Regions from separate parts of the Oryctolagus cuniculus genome. Here region 2 is linked to region 1. Evidence: chromatin contacts called from public Hi-C data. All regions are on one chromosome and are shown on one strand. Each heading gives the region's core, a stretch centred on a gene start, on an enhancer-like site or on the middle of the called end of the contact. The rest is flanking DNA. Distances are from core to core; before and after follow the strand shown.

The links. A called contact is a pair of places that touch in the nucleus more often than the background predicts.
Region 2: a Hi-C map of psoas muscle shows a contact between it and region 1, with 10 times the contacts expected there. The contact joins two enhancer-like sites. A contact is called at or near these places in 5 of 6 Hi-C or Micro-C datasets (ear pinna, embryonic fibroblasts, psoas muscle and 2 more).

The regions. Positions count from the first base shown.
Region 1 is chr14:80,160,608-80,167,394 of mOryCun1.1, reverse strand. The region is part of intron 4 of PDE4D (phosphodiesterase 4D); the gene reads left to right. Among named protein-coding and RNA genes, the nearest start is that of MIR582, 260 kb to the left of the region's middle. Within about 2 kb of position 2,659, at least 1 of the 8 cell types and tissues checked has an H3K27ac peak or open chromatin away from gene starts, as enhancers often do.
Region 2 is chr14:80,543,443-80,550,229 of mOryCun1.1, reverse strand. The region is part of intron 4 of PDE4D (phosphodiesterase 4D); the gene reads left to right. Among named protein-coding and RNA genes, the nearest start is that of MIR582, 120 kb to the right of the region's middle. Within about 2 kb of position 3,294, at least 2 of the 8 cell types and tissues checked have an H3K27ac peak or open chromatin away from gene starts, as enhancers often do.

The sequences.
Region 1 (6,787 bases), core at 1,410-3,909:
AGTTAAAGGAGATAGACAACATTTTGTGTGCTACTAGAGAAGGGCCACAAAGCCAAACTGCTTGTCACTTTAAATTCCTCAGGCCTTTGTAGCTGTCGTCCTTCGAATGATGCATTTTGGGGCTGTTGTCACTTATGCAGTTGGGAAGGGAAAAGGAAATGAATAATACAATTTGAAGGGGTGTCGAGGATGTGAGTTGTACAATGATCCTTAGGATTTACGGAGCTTTAAAGCTATTTGTGCTGCTTTGTGGTGCTTTGTACCCTGTGTCAGTCAATATTTCATGTTAACTCCACTTTTATGCTCTAAGGTCTAAGAAATGTTATAAAAAGTCATTGTAACTGCCTCCTTCCCTACCACCCTCACCCCAAGTCTTCCAGCCCCTGGTCACCCCTTTTAGTGTTTTTGATTTAATCTTCTCCAGCTTCTCACCCGGGAAACACAGCTTGGCTGCTGATATGCCAAGACAGACAACAAGAAAAATCTTTTCAAATGGCAATACTTGTTCACCTGCACAAATAAAGCATAAAGTCATTTCCCTTGAGTCTCTGAGGAGTATAAATATCAATATGAGCCCACAGTTTGCTGATATCATGACTTTTTAAAAAAGTTTTTCACTTAGAAGTATACACAATATCCTAAGGAAGTGAAATGAATTTCTCTAAATGTATAAATCAAGGAAATATTTGGATGTAATGAACACATTTTCTGAAAAAAAGAAATTTTTTCATTTTGCATTATTCATATAGAAATAGCTCAAGAACTAGCTGCATGGTATTTAATGAAAATGAAGAGATCATAGGTCCAGAGGTGTTTGGAAGGTAAGGTCACCGAGACTTCTGAGAGTGCGCACCAGAGAGTTAGCCACTATACTCTGTGACATCCAGAAATTATTCCTAGGCTTCCCTCACTCGTGATACCATGCAGATTTTTTGTCTGCTGTAGCAACTGCCTGCAACAGAATGAACAAGAAAATAGTGCCCTCTATGGGTGGGAGTGCAGAATGCTGCTTATTACCAAGAGGCAGAATGTTGTATAAATGGAAAACAGCACTGATTATTACTACCGGCTGCTTAAAAATCATACACTCCGTATGAGCCTTTTTCTTATTAGCAGTTTGTAGATCAAGAATAATTAAATAAGAGGAAAGCACATCTCTCATATCTGTCCCTTGATGTCTGATTAAAATCTGACATCATAACGTAGCTCAGCCTTCTTGGACAATGATCTCTGACAAGTAGCACAGAAAAAAGGAGAGAAGCCACACCTTCTAGGAAGTGGTTCCTGACACTAGGTGTGCAGGGTGGTCCCAGCTGGTGACAGAACGGAAATTCTAACATCCCGCCTCAAGCGGTGCTGATTCAACAGGTCCGGGTGGGCCCTGGGGAGGCGATGTGTTTACCAGGAAGCCAGGTGACTGTGAGGGGCTGAAGGCCTGGGACCAATGCCTGCCTGTACTTCTGAGCCTTTCACTGACGTCCTCAGGCAGCACCAGGCGGGCAGCTCCGCCTGTGGGGGCCAGCACCACGTGGACAGTCTCTCTTCTCTCTAAATGAGATTGCTTCTGCTCCTCCCCCCAGCATCCCATTCTCTCCTGGGACTCCTCCTCTTGTTTGGCTCTTACCTGTGAAAGATGGAATGAGGAAAGCATTGCTTTCTTTCTGAAGGAACTTTTCTTTGGCTTTTGATAACTGACAGAGTAAACAGTTTCTTCACTTAGTCTGTGCCTTCTACCTCCTGTTCCAGAACTGTCACTCACTACCGCAATGTCAAGGTCATTTTCTGCCTTCCCAGTGTAGAGAGCTCTCTGTGATCTACAGACTGACAAAGACATCATGCCCATACACAACTGCCATTTCAGATTTAAATGCACCTTTTCTCAATGTGTGTGAAGATTATTTTCTCTGTTGTGTGCTGGATCTAATTATGTCATCTATGTTGGCTTTGATGTCGTCTGTGTTAGTAGTGCCCAAAGCCACAGCAAGTGGGCTTGTGCTGCCATAACTGTGTCCCATATGAAAGGGGCCTGTGGCTTCATCGTCTGAAAGATAATGGCTAGCAAGGCCTTTGTTTCTCCGCTAACCTCACAGTGTCTGCTATGTCCCTTTCCATTCTTCATGATGTTCTTGGAGGATTTGGCCCTGAAGCTCTGATTTAGAGGGGATGTCAGATTTAAAATCAAGGTCTTCTAGCTTAGAATGAGGAAAATATGATTGTAGACAGTTAACAAGGCCTGTTAAAGTATACAGATAATAAATTCATCTCCCCAGCAGGGCATCTGTGACAAAGCAAGTTTACCAAATTAAAAAGGAAAACCTTACTTCACGTTTCATTTTTAAAAGTGATAAGACATACCCCTTTGTTTGCTACTTCAGAAAACCGTGTGCCTGCTCTGTGCGTTGCGTGCACTCTTTACTCGCTTAATTGTCGCATGCTTCAGCGCCTTTAGGTGCTATAGAGGTTTTTACCCCCACGTCAGTGCTTTGATGAGTAATCAAGTGTGCCCATGAATTCACTTTAATCCTCCTTTTCTTCTGTTTTGTTTTTTAGGTAAGTACTTTTGGCATTCTTCTTCTTTAATGCTGAGAGAAAATGCACCTGCCCAATGTCGAACAAAAACCAAGATAAAAACTAACATGCGTGGTAGAGAATGACGCACTACCGGATGTGGTAAGACTGTTCACTGGCATTCAAACACCCCTCTCTTTCCTGAGGGAGGGGACCAGCTATGCAGGATGATGGGGGAGGGGTGAGAAGGCTTGTTGCTGGGCAAGAGATCACAGGGAATGGTCATGAAATATTCGATCGCACATGCGCATTGGTTAGATGGGCAGGCTGCAGTTCTGAGCCACTCACCATTCCCAGGCTGGAAATTACTCACTTAAAAGCAGCTATTAAACATTTTCTGAAAATCCCAAGTGGAAACAGATGTGGCCAATGTTGAGGGCTTTTTTTTGTTTTTGTTTTTGTTTTTTTTTTTTTTTCTGGTCTATCAGTTTGTTTGTTTTAAAGGGACTTAAAAATAGAAAAATATTTTCATATGTTGTATAGCTATGAAGCTATATACGTAAAATCTTCGGTAACATAAGACCATTAGTATATGCGTAAGCTTCACTCAGAGAAATTCTTAAAGCTTTTGGTAACAAATATATGTAATCTGGATAAATAAGAGGAATGCCAATAAACTCTAATTTATTTCTTTTTTTCATGTTATGTGCACAGCTCACATTGTATTTACAAGGATTCAGTAGCATTTTGCCTGTATGAACAGTTTTATATAGCTAAGGATTTCAGGACTTGAACACGTACATTCTGTTTCTGTGGGTGTCAGTGTAGCCCTCTTAATAGGAATGCATTAGGTTGAATATAAATTGCAGTCATCCAATATGAGTGAATAAATAAGTTATTAGAAAATGTGTTAACATTTACGACGAGCACATTTCAACAGCTCAAAGTGTTGGGCACTGTTGCCAGTGACTCACCTTGGGGCACTGAGTTTTCTACCATCCCTCTGCCCGCCCTTCCCTGGACACAGCTCCCACCCAGTGCCCGCACAAAGCCTTCCTCAGTTGTTCCCACCCACACTGGTTTGTCCTTGCCCTCAGATCTTTCCTCATTATCCATATCCATGTAGTCATTGGCCGGAACTGCCATTACACAGCACCACAGACCAGTAGCTTCCATGACATACATGGATCTCCTTGAACTTCTGGAGGTCAGGATATCATCGGGGCGTTTTCTTCAGAAGCCTCTCTCCTTGGCTTATAGATGACCGTCTTCTACCTGTACCTTCACAGGCTCTTCCTTCTCTCTGTGTCTGCACGCTAGCCTCCTTTTCATATAGAGACACCTACCATATTGGATGAGGCCCCACCCTACGAACTCATTTTTAACTTGACTACTTCTTTGAAGACCCTATCTTCAAGTATAGACCTGTGCTTCGAATCAGTGTTTCAGTCAAGGACAAACCTGATGTATGATGGGGGCCCCATACGATGGTTTAGACAGGTGCCATCACAACCATGATGGCATAAATAAATTCTACAATGTCCCCATGAGGTGAACTCACCTAAGGACACCTTTCTCAGGACGTGTCCCCGTCATGAGTGGGGCATGACTGTAGAGTCACATTCTTAGGAACAAAGCAATAAGAGTTCAACATAGCAGTTTTAGAGGTAAACAGTTCAGCCTCTAACAATCCTCGTGAAAGTTTTACAGTTGTCCTCTAGTCATTCTATGTGTATAGCATTAGTTCTGTCTTCCCCACTTAGAATGCAAATCCACCAAAGGCAAGGATGGACCGTATCTGAAAGTTTATTTACTTTATTCTTGGTACCTAGAGGGCTGGGCACACACAGTACTACATAAGTGTTGTTGGAGAATACTGGAGACTAAAATTAGAGTAAGAGGACCCAGTGAGTGTCCTTTTTCAATTCTTGCTGAACTCCACTCCTTTACCTTGACAGAAACCAGTACCAGAGGTCTCAGGTTAGGCAGTGGACAAATGTACTGCCTCTGATTCCTTCCCTGGAGCCCTATCAGCATTCCAGTGAGCAGAGGCGAATAGTGACAGGAAATGCTGACCTGGGCCAATGGGCAGAAGAATAAAGGGCATTGCACCCAGTCCCGAAGTACCGAAAACAGTTTGAGCCTGTAGAAAATAATTACCTAATAAGAAGTCTTCTGAACTCAAGGCAGGATTTTGGAGGAGAAAATTCTGAACACATTGACAGTCCGAGAGTAATAGAATGTCTGTTCCACAATGAAAATAAATTTCAGTTCTAGAAATTACATTTTAAGTTCCAAATTCATGCTTAACTTTTTTATTAGAATTTCTCATCTTATACAGTATATACCATGTGTAAGATGATTACTTCATCAACTTTTCAGCACTAAAGAAGTTGCTTAAGTTTGTATATTTATCTTCACTTTTTGTTATATTCCATTTGCCATAATTTCCATAGCAAACTTTCCTGTGCTTTAACATAGGGTCATTCTAAATTCAAATTATGCAAATATTCATCTAATTGTAAATGTAGCTACAACGTTTTATAGAAAATCCTAAGAAACCACTAAATCTATGACATTTCAGGAAAACCCTATTGCTGTCTGTTTCTGGATGTGAGTGCCTGGGTGAGTTAGCAAGCCCATGTGAGTCTAAGATTCTTGTAAAGGTAATCTGAGTTCCTACTATGCTGGTTACTTGCCAGTGGTAAGATATGCAGAGCAGTTAGCATAGTCCTTGCAAGGTAGTTGAGCTCCACAGAAGTTCTTTCCCTTTATCCTTCCTTCTGGGTGAACTTTGTCCAGTGAATTATCCAGGTGTCACACACAAGGGGTGCAGAGCGAACTGATTGACTGGGTCATTGATTTTCCATTGATACTATGATCAGGTTTTAATATCCACTGTATCCTGGTTTCATGCTAACTGATGGATAATAGTGATTAGAAGAAACAAACAGGGCCCCAGTTTTCAAGAAGAGATGAGCATTAACTAAAAGGTTCAAAAATATATGGAAGAACAAAAGAGTGTTATGATGTAGAAGTACAAAATGTGAGGATATTTTGAAACAGGGAAACCTACCTTTTTTGAGTCTATCTAGATGTCAGAAAATATTTCTCTTCTGATATAACAGTGAGCAGAACTCAAAGATGTGTATGTGTGTGTGTGTGTGCGTGTGTGTGCATGTGTATATGTGTTCCAGTGGTAATAGTGGTAAGGATGATGGTGGTAGTGGTGATGGTGGAGCAGAAACAAGAGGATGCAGTAAATACAAAGGGGACTATCTGGGAACAGCATGTGCAAAACCTGAATGTGGGAAACAGTAGGGGCAGTGCAATTTATCAAGGAAGGCAGGAGAGGTAGGGATGCAGAGTGCTAAAAGTTAGTCTGTAATTTGAGATCAGGACACGAAGGAGACAGAGTACAACTGACGCAGAGGCTTATGGACTTTATTGAGGAGTTTGTCTCTTACTCTAAAACAGTGAAAGGCTTTAGTGGTGGGACAGTGAGGTCCATACATCCTCAAATTTGTATTTTAAAAAGTGTTTTTTAGTCCTCCATGGCCTAAGCCAGAAGATAATTCAGAAGAAGTGGATTTATTGACAACACTGACGCATTTCCCACTTTATAAGTGTGCTTTCATTGCATTATTTTTGAACATATCATTCCTGAATGACCTGAAATTCTTCAAGGTTCCAACATATTCTGTGTTCTAAATCAGAGATATGCAGAAAGAAATATTGATTTAAATATTCAAGTGCAACTGTTAATTTGAGCCAGTTAACAGAACTTTTTCTGTATGAAGTCTCTCTACTAATTTCACTGAGCACTTATATTATCTAGCCATGGAAAATTCAAGTAATATAATGATTATCATAATTCCTTAGAGCACCATTGTTATCAGAGAGGAATCCTTGGCCACCTGGTTATCAGAGAAAGCCCAGTGTATGATTCAGTGTGAGACTACTACCCCTTAGATTTTTTTTTTTTTTTTTTTTTTTTTTTTTTTTTTTAGTGGGAGGTAAAATAGCAAGGTTTATTAGGGAAGGGACATCTGTAAGGATGGATGGGCACCCCTCCAGACAGAGCCTGAGAGACTGGGGGGGGTGGGGGGGGAGTGAGGTTACATGTTGAGAGGGGAGATTACACCTGGCCAGACCAGGCGGGCAGCTCAGCAGAGAGGCAGAGGGCTGAGCGCGCAGTCCGGTTGGGGGTGGGGGGGTGGATCTTTGTCTTCACACATCTCCTCCTGAAACAAAGGATTTTATGGCTGTAAATACTAAG
Region 2 (6,787 bases), core at 2,045-4,544, 380 kb before region 1:
ATATGTTTGTGAGATCTATCTGTGGTGTTGCATGTAGTTATGATATATTCAGTCTTGTGGTTGGATGGTGTATTCATTAAATGTTTTAAAAAGATTTATGTAGTTATTTGAAAAGCAGAATTACAGAGAGAGAGAGAGAGAGCGTGCTTCCATATGCTGGTTCACTCCCCAAATGGCTGCAGTGGCCAGGGCTGGTATGTTTTCAATAGCTAGTTTTCTCTTTCCTATTTTAAGACCTTATATTTGGTGCAGCAGTTAAGATGGTACTTGGGTTACCCTCCAAGTGTAGCTTCTTGCTAACATGTACCTTGGGAGGCAGCAGGTGATGTCTCAAGTACATGGCTCCCTAGAATCCATGTGGGAGAGCCACATTGAGCTCTGGGCTCCTGGCTCCAGTCTGGCCCAGCCCTGGCTGGTATGAGTATTTGAAGAGTGAACCAGTCAACAGATGGAAGATCTCTTTCTATCTGTCTCTCTCTCTCTCTCTGCCTTCAAATAAATTTGTGAAAAAGAAATGTGATGTTACCCAAGATGGCTGTCCTCCTGGGTGGCTCCCAGCACCCGCAGTCTTGCCCGTGTTGAAGTGGTGAGTGAATGTGTGGCAGCTGTGCAGGTGTGATGTTTCTACTTCAGGAAATGTGGAGGACATCATGCTCAACTGATGTAGCATCAACCCATGGGAACCCCAGGCCGCAGAACAAAGTCCATTTTCAAGAACAACCCCAGAGCAGGGGTCCTTGGACCATCTGACTTAGTCCATCTGTGTGGTTCCAATCATTTGCCTTTCCAGCAAGCTCCCAGGTGATGCTAATGCTGCAGATCTAGGGACCACAAATGCAGCATCACTGCCTTCGCGCTCAAAAGGGATGTTAGCTCTCTGTCCCTTTCCCTGTCCCGCTGGTGAAGGTTTCTCCCGACACGCATTTGCTTCTCCAGCATCGCTAGAATCATCCAGGTAGTGATTGCAGCCCTATTGTCATGGTTACGTTCCCAAATCATTACCGTCTGTTGTCTCCCTCTGTCTGATTATACAGTGCAGCTTGTGATGGCTGGAGCACGTGTTTTGTGTGTTCCTTGCTTGTGGACCCATTGGTGGCCCCAGTGACTTGTCAGTGTATTAAAGGCCCTGGGACACATTCTCATGTGCATCCCCACAGCCCCTTGCAGGGAGTACTGCACAAACTACTGAGCTTAATCACCACCTCCTTCATGGTACCATTTCTGTATTTGTGTATGTATGTATTTGAAAGGTGGAATGACAGAAAGGGCAGAAGATGCAGCAAGCGAGCGAGAGAAAGAGAATCTGCCATCCACTGATTCACTTGCCAAGTGCCTGCACAGTCAAGGATGTGCCAGGCCAAAGCCTGGAGCCTGGTACTCTATCCAACACTTGAGCCATCATCTCTGCCTCCCAGGGTGCATCAGCAGGAAGCTGGATTGGAAGTGGAGTGCCTGGTGTTCTAACCAGCTCTCCGATATGGGATGCTGGCATCCCAAGTGGTGGTGTCACCTGCTGCCACATCACCTGCCCCATAAAAGATGTTCTATTTCACGGCCAGTGGATAATCGATAGAAATGTCCCTCTACATTGATTCTATAATTTGATTGAAAACAAAACTGTGGCCATGCATTTGGGACCACCTTAAATCTCATCTAAATTTTAAGAGTAACTAAGAATATGAGCATCTGCTATGTGTATCTGCATTCACTGTACAGGATGACCAATTATTTTCCCTAATACCAAGGGAAAATTAAACAGATCTTGTTTTCACTGTATTTCTTTCCCTGAGCTTTTTTGGGTCAGTTGTGTAGTGTACCCAACTGACCACTAGGGGGTAGTCTTTAGTTACTATTTTCACATTTGCTCTATTGTGGGAACTGCTTCTTCTTTAAAAATATTTTTTGTTTTATTTGGGAGGCACCCAAACAGAGACAAACAGACAGACACACAGATAAATCTCCCATGTGCTGGTTCACTCCCTAGATACTCAGCATCTGGGAATTCAATCCAGATCTCTCGACATGGGTGGCAGGGACTGGACTATTGCCCGGGTCACCTGCTTTCTGGCAGGGAGTTTATGAGCAGGAAGGTGGATTGAGAGCATGGGCAGAATTTGATCCCAGGTTCCAGGTTCGCTGACGTTATGGGATGCAGGCAGTGTGCCAACCACCCCCATCCCCGCCGAAGTTTGATTACGGAAATATTTCCTTTGTATTGAAGCCTTGTCTCCCAGGTTGTGAGGCAGTCAGGACTGTATGGGGCAGAAGAGTCTTCATTTGGTTTTGTTGATTATTTCTCAAATTTTGGTCAAATTTTTATTTGAAAGGCAGACAGAGAGAAAGACGCACCCAGACAGAAAAAGAGACAGCGGAGCTCCCGTCCACCAGTTCACAGCCCAAATGCCCACCTCAGGCAGGAGCTGGGGACTCAATCCAGATCTCCCATGTTGGTGGCAGGGACCCAAGTACTTGAGCCCTCACCTCCTAGGGTGCACATTAGCAAGCAGCTGGAATGAGAGTCAGAGGCAGGACTTGAACCCGGCACTGGCATCTCCGGGCTGCTGGCAGCTGCAGTGGCATCGCCTGCTACACCGAAGCCCCAAGCTTCTTTCTCATTTCTAGACTCAGTTTTCTCTTGTTCTATACACCGTTCCTTCCAGATACTACTCAATGAGCAGCTTCTCGCCTTCCGTGAAGGTTTGCTCCACACTTCCGAGAGGCCAGGCGGATCCCGTGCCAAGCCCTTGTGTCCTGGGGAAGGAAGCAGACAATGGGCTCCGAGGCCTGTGCTGGCGGCCTGGGAGAACCTGGGGACACAGGGCCAGAAGTAAACTTCTGAGTGCCCTGCTCTTCCTCTGGGATGCAAACCCTCGGAGGCAGGGAGTGTGACCCGGCCCGGCTGCCACCTGCCCGTCTTCCCCTGATTCATGCCGGACCGTCCAGCAGCTGTCTCCTGGCCGCTGTGGTCCAGCCCCTGATTTCCTAGCAGAAACAAAACAAGCAAACCTGAAGTCACCCAGGACAGGTCAGGAAGCTTTGGGGTCTTCGTCCTTAGCCACCCAACCACCCCACCTCCGAGTCAGCTGTCGCTGTTTCCGGTCCTCCCCACTGCTGATTCTTCCAATACCATCATTTCCCTTTGCTCACTCATTTTAACAACCAAACCTGCACTTCGGGTTCTCATTCTTGACACACCCAGTTAGGAACACGCGCTCTTGTGCCCTCCTTCTACTCTGGGAGTCCTGAATCCTCCCTGTCGTGTTCTCCAGGAATTGCTGCCACACGAGGCGCATTCCTACATGGTGAACACCAGCGCTTCGGCTCCACGTCCAGTCCTGTGCAGTTGCTCTGTGCCCGAGCGGATCGCTGGGTGTGTGACCAGGAGCTTGTGGCGGCTCGAGGACAACAGGAAGTCGGTTTCTGGTTGCTGCCGCATTAAACGTCAGTGAAGGTTTTTATTGTTTGTGGGATATGGAAAATTTTCCTCATGGGGTCAACTGGGGTCACCGTATTTCCTGAGGTCTAGATAAAATTGGCTCAAGTCCCCATTGCACAGATTGTGAGAAGTCCCGAGAAGTCCTGTATGCTCTCCAAAGCTTCTAAGAATTCCTGAGGGACTTGGAGCCCATCTCCTGACCATGTGAGGTCCCAGTCTCTGCTCTGACAGAGGATCTCTCTCTCTCTCTCTCTCTCTCTCTCTCGCCATCATGATCTCCCCTTCCCATACTCAGCTGCCAAAGGTGGCATTGAACTTCAACTTTAATCTTCCCAAGCACCAACTTGCCCTCTCCCCTCAGAAAAGAAAACTGGTTCACACATGTCTGTCTCTATGTAGTTATACAATGCATGTTCATGTTAACTAATCATGTGAAATGGATTTAGATATTTATGTTGTCTTTAGATATTCATGTTGTCTTTCTAAAAATATATTTACTTATTTTGAAAAGCAGGGTTACAAAGAGAAAGGCAGAGGGAGAAAGGGAGAGAGGAAGAGAGAGGGGGAGAGAGAAAGAGAGAGAGAGAGAGAGAGAGAGAGAGAGAGATCTTCCATCCTCTGGCTCCCTCCCCAGAGAGAGAGCAATGGCCAGGGCTGGGCCAGGCTGAAACCCGGAGACAATGGCTTCATCCGGGTCTCCCATGTGGGTGGCAGGGGCGCAAATACTTGGAATCATCTTCCGCTGCTTTCCCAGGCCATTAGCAGGGAGTGGGATCAGAGGTGAGGCAGCCAGGACTTGAACCAGAGCCCATATGGGATGCTAACATTTCCGGCGGCTGCTTTACCTGCTACGCCACAACACCAGCCCCGTCAGTAGCTTCTCTTTTTTGTGTTTTATGGTGCTTTCATGAGAGGAAGATGAAGAAACTGAATTTTGGCATTCGGCTCATACTGATCTGGAAATGTCACGGGGTCTATCTTGACAGTCATTCATTCACCCAGCAAATGACTACTGAATGTTTACTTGCAAAAGAAGAAACAGTGTCTGTTTCCCTGTTGGAGCTGACAGTCGGAATAATGAAAGATATCAGTGTCCATAAACATGTCCAGGCTGTGAGAAGCACCTGTGGAGGAGGGGTGCACAGTGAAAGTGGGAAACGTCTTTCTCTGCTTGCACTGCCGTAACAGAACCCCGTGGACTGCCTGCGCTACAGGTGCCTGCTTTCTCACGGTCTTGGAGCCTGGCAGTCTGGATCAAGGGGCAGCGCGAGACAGCTGGTGTCCCCCCAGGTCCTCACCATTCAGCATCCATCTCGGAGTTTGTATGATTAGTAGTCCTTCCACCTCTGGACAGCTCTGGCGCTTTATAAAAGACATTGGTCCTGAAGTGGAAGAGTTATCCTAAGACTGCAGTCAATAAATATCTTTTTCTTAAAGGCCCATTTTAAAAGGCTGTACAAGGGATTTTCAAAATGTTTGTGGAAAATGCATTATGAATAATTAGGCATGGGGGCCAGCATTGTGGTGTAGCAGGTAAAGCTGCTGCCTGCGACACTGACATCCCATATGGGCACAGGTTAGAGTCCCAGCTACTCCACTTCCAATCCAGTTTCTTGCAAATGGCCTGGGGAAAACAATGGAAGATGGCCCTAGTGTTTGGGCCTCTGCCACCCATTTGAGAGATCTGGATGAAGCTCTTGGCTCCTGGATGTAGCCTGGCCAGCGCTGGCCAATGTGGCCATCTGGGGGATGAAAGATCTCTCTCTCTTTCTCTCTGTAACAGTGACTTTTGAGGCAAACAAATTTTTTAAAAAAAGAAAAAAACTATGCATGGATTTAAATTTTTTTTGCATCAGAATAAACATCTTTTTCAATATGTATTTATTTGAAAGGCAGAGTGACAGACACAGAGAGAGAGAGAGAGAGAGAGAGAGATATTCCATCTGCTTCTTCCCTCTCCAAGTGGTCACAACATCCAGGGCTGAACCAGGCCGAAGCCAAGAGCCAAGAACTCCAAGCCAAGCATTTGGGCCAACTTTTGTTGCCTTACCATGCATATTAGTGGGAAGCTGGACTGGAAGTGGAGCAGCCAGGACTCCAACCAGCCCTGGATATGAGATGCTGGCTTTGCAAATACAGCTTAACCCGCTGCCCCACAATGCTGGCCTTGCACTTATCTTTGAACTTCATTTCTACATGAATTGTTTGAGTACCCTTGATTCATGTTTCCTGCAGCCAGGAGGGCTCACTGGCCCCAGCACATTTCCATCTGACACAGGAATCCATCCCAGCAGCTGGCCCTCATGCGCGTGGGGGTGATGCTGGTGAAGCAGTTCCTGAACCACTCTTAGTGCGACACCATCAGTATTCAGCACATTTCCGTCACTGCCTTGGGCATGTCTATGACCTTAATACTGATTTGATCTAATTTCTTTGCTTTTGTCATAATGAATGTTCCATCTCCAAGCAGCCGGAGCTCCTGTTTCTCTGCCCACAGCGTTCATCTCTTTCCTGCTTATCATTTTTCTTCACTTTTCCTTTCTTCAGTAGCTTCCTAAGTTCTGCTTTGGTTGATTTTTTTTTTGAAAACAACATCTCTCCTACATCTGCTAACTACTGCATTTTAGGTTTGTGCAATAAGAAAATTGAATTTCCATACTTTAAACCAATCCTGAACAATGGATGTTAAAAGAATATGTTTGTAAGCATTGTGGTAGAACAGGCCCAATCCTAGCTCAGCAACCTCATCTGGGAATATGTCCAAGTTCATAAAAAATAGGACTTTCTACATAACATATGCTGTACATTTCTGGGTGTGGGCATGGCTGGGTGGCTTAGTGGGCTATACCTACTCTCAGATTTGATGTCTGCACTTGGGATCTCAGTGTTGCTCTGCTTTAAGGAAATAAAATGTTCCAGAACAAGAGAAATGGAATGAATTACACACAAATAAAACATGTGTCAACTAAGCAAACCTGAATTTTTAACTTTTGGGTATTTGCTTTCACATTTTTTTAAAAAAAATTAAAACAATTATCTGCATTGGTTATCATCATAATAGTTAAAAGTAGGACAGGCTGGGCCGGTGCCGCGGCTCAATAGGCTAATCCTCCACCTTGCGGCGCCGGAACACCGGATTCTAGTCCCAGTCAGGGCGCCGGATTCTGTCCCGGTTGCCCCTCTTCCAGGCCAGCTCTCTGCTGTGGCCCAGGAGGGCAGTGGAGGATGGCCCAAGTGCTTGGGCTCTGCACCCCATGGGAGACCAGGAGAAGCACCTGGCTCCTGCCTCCGGATCAGCGCAGTGCGCCAGCCACAGCGCGCCAGCCGTGGCGGCCATTGGAGGGTGAACCA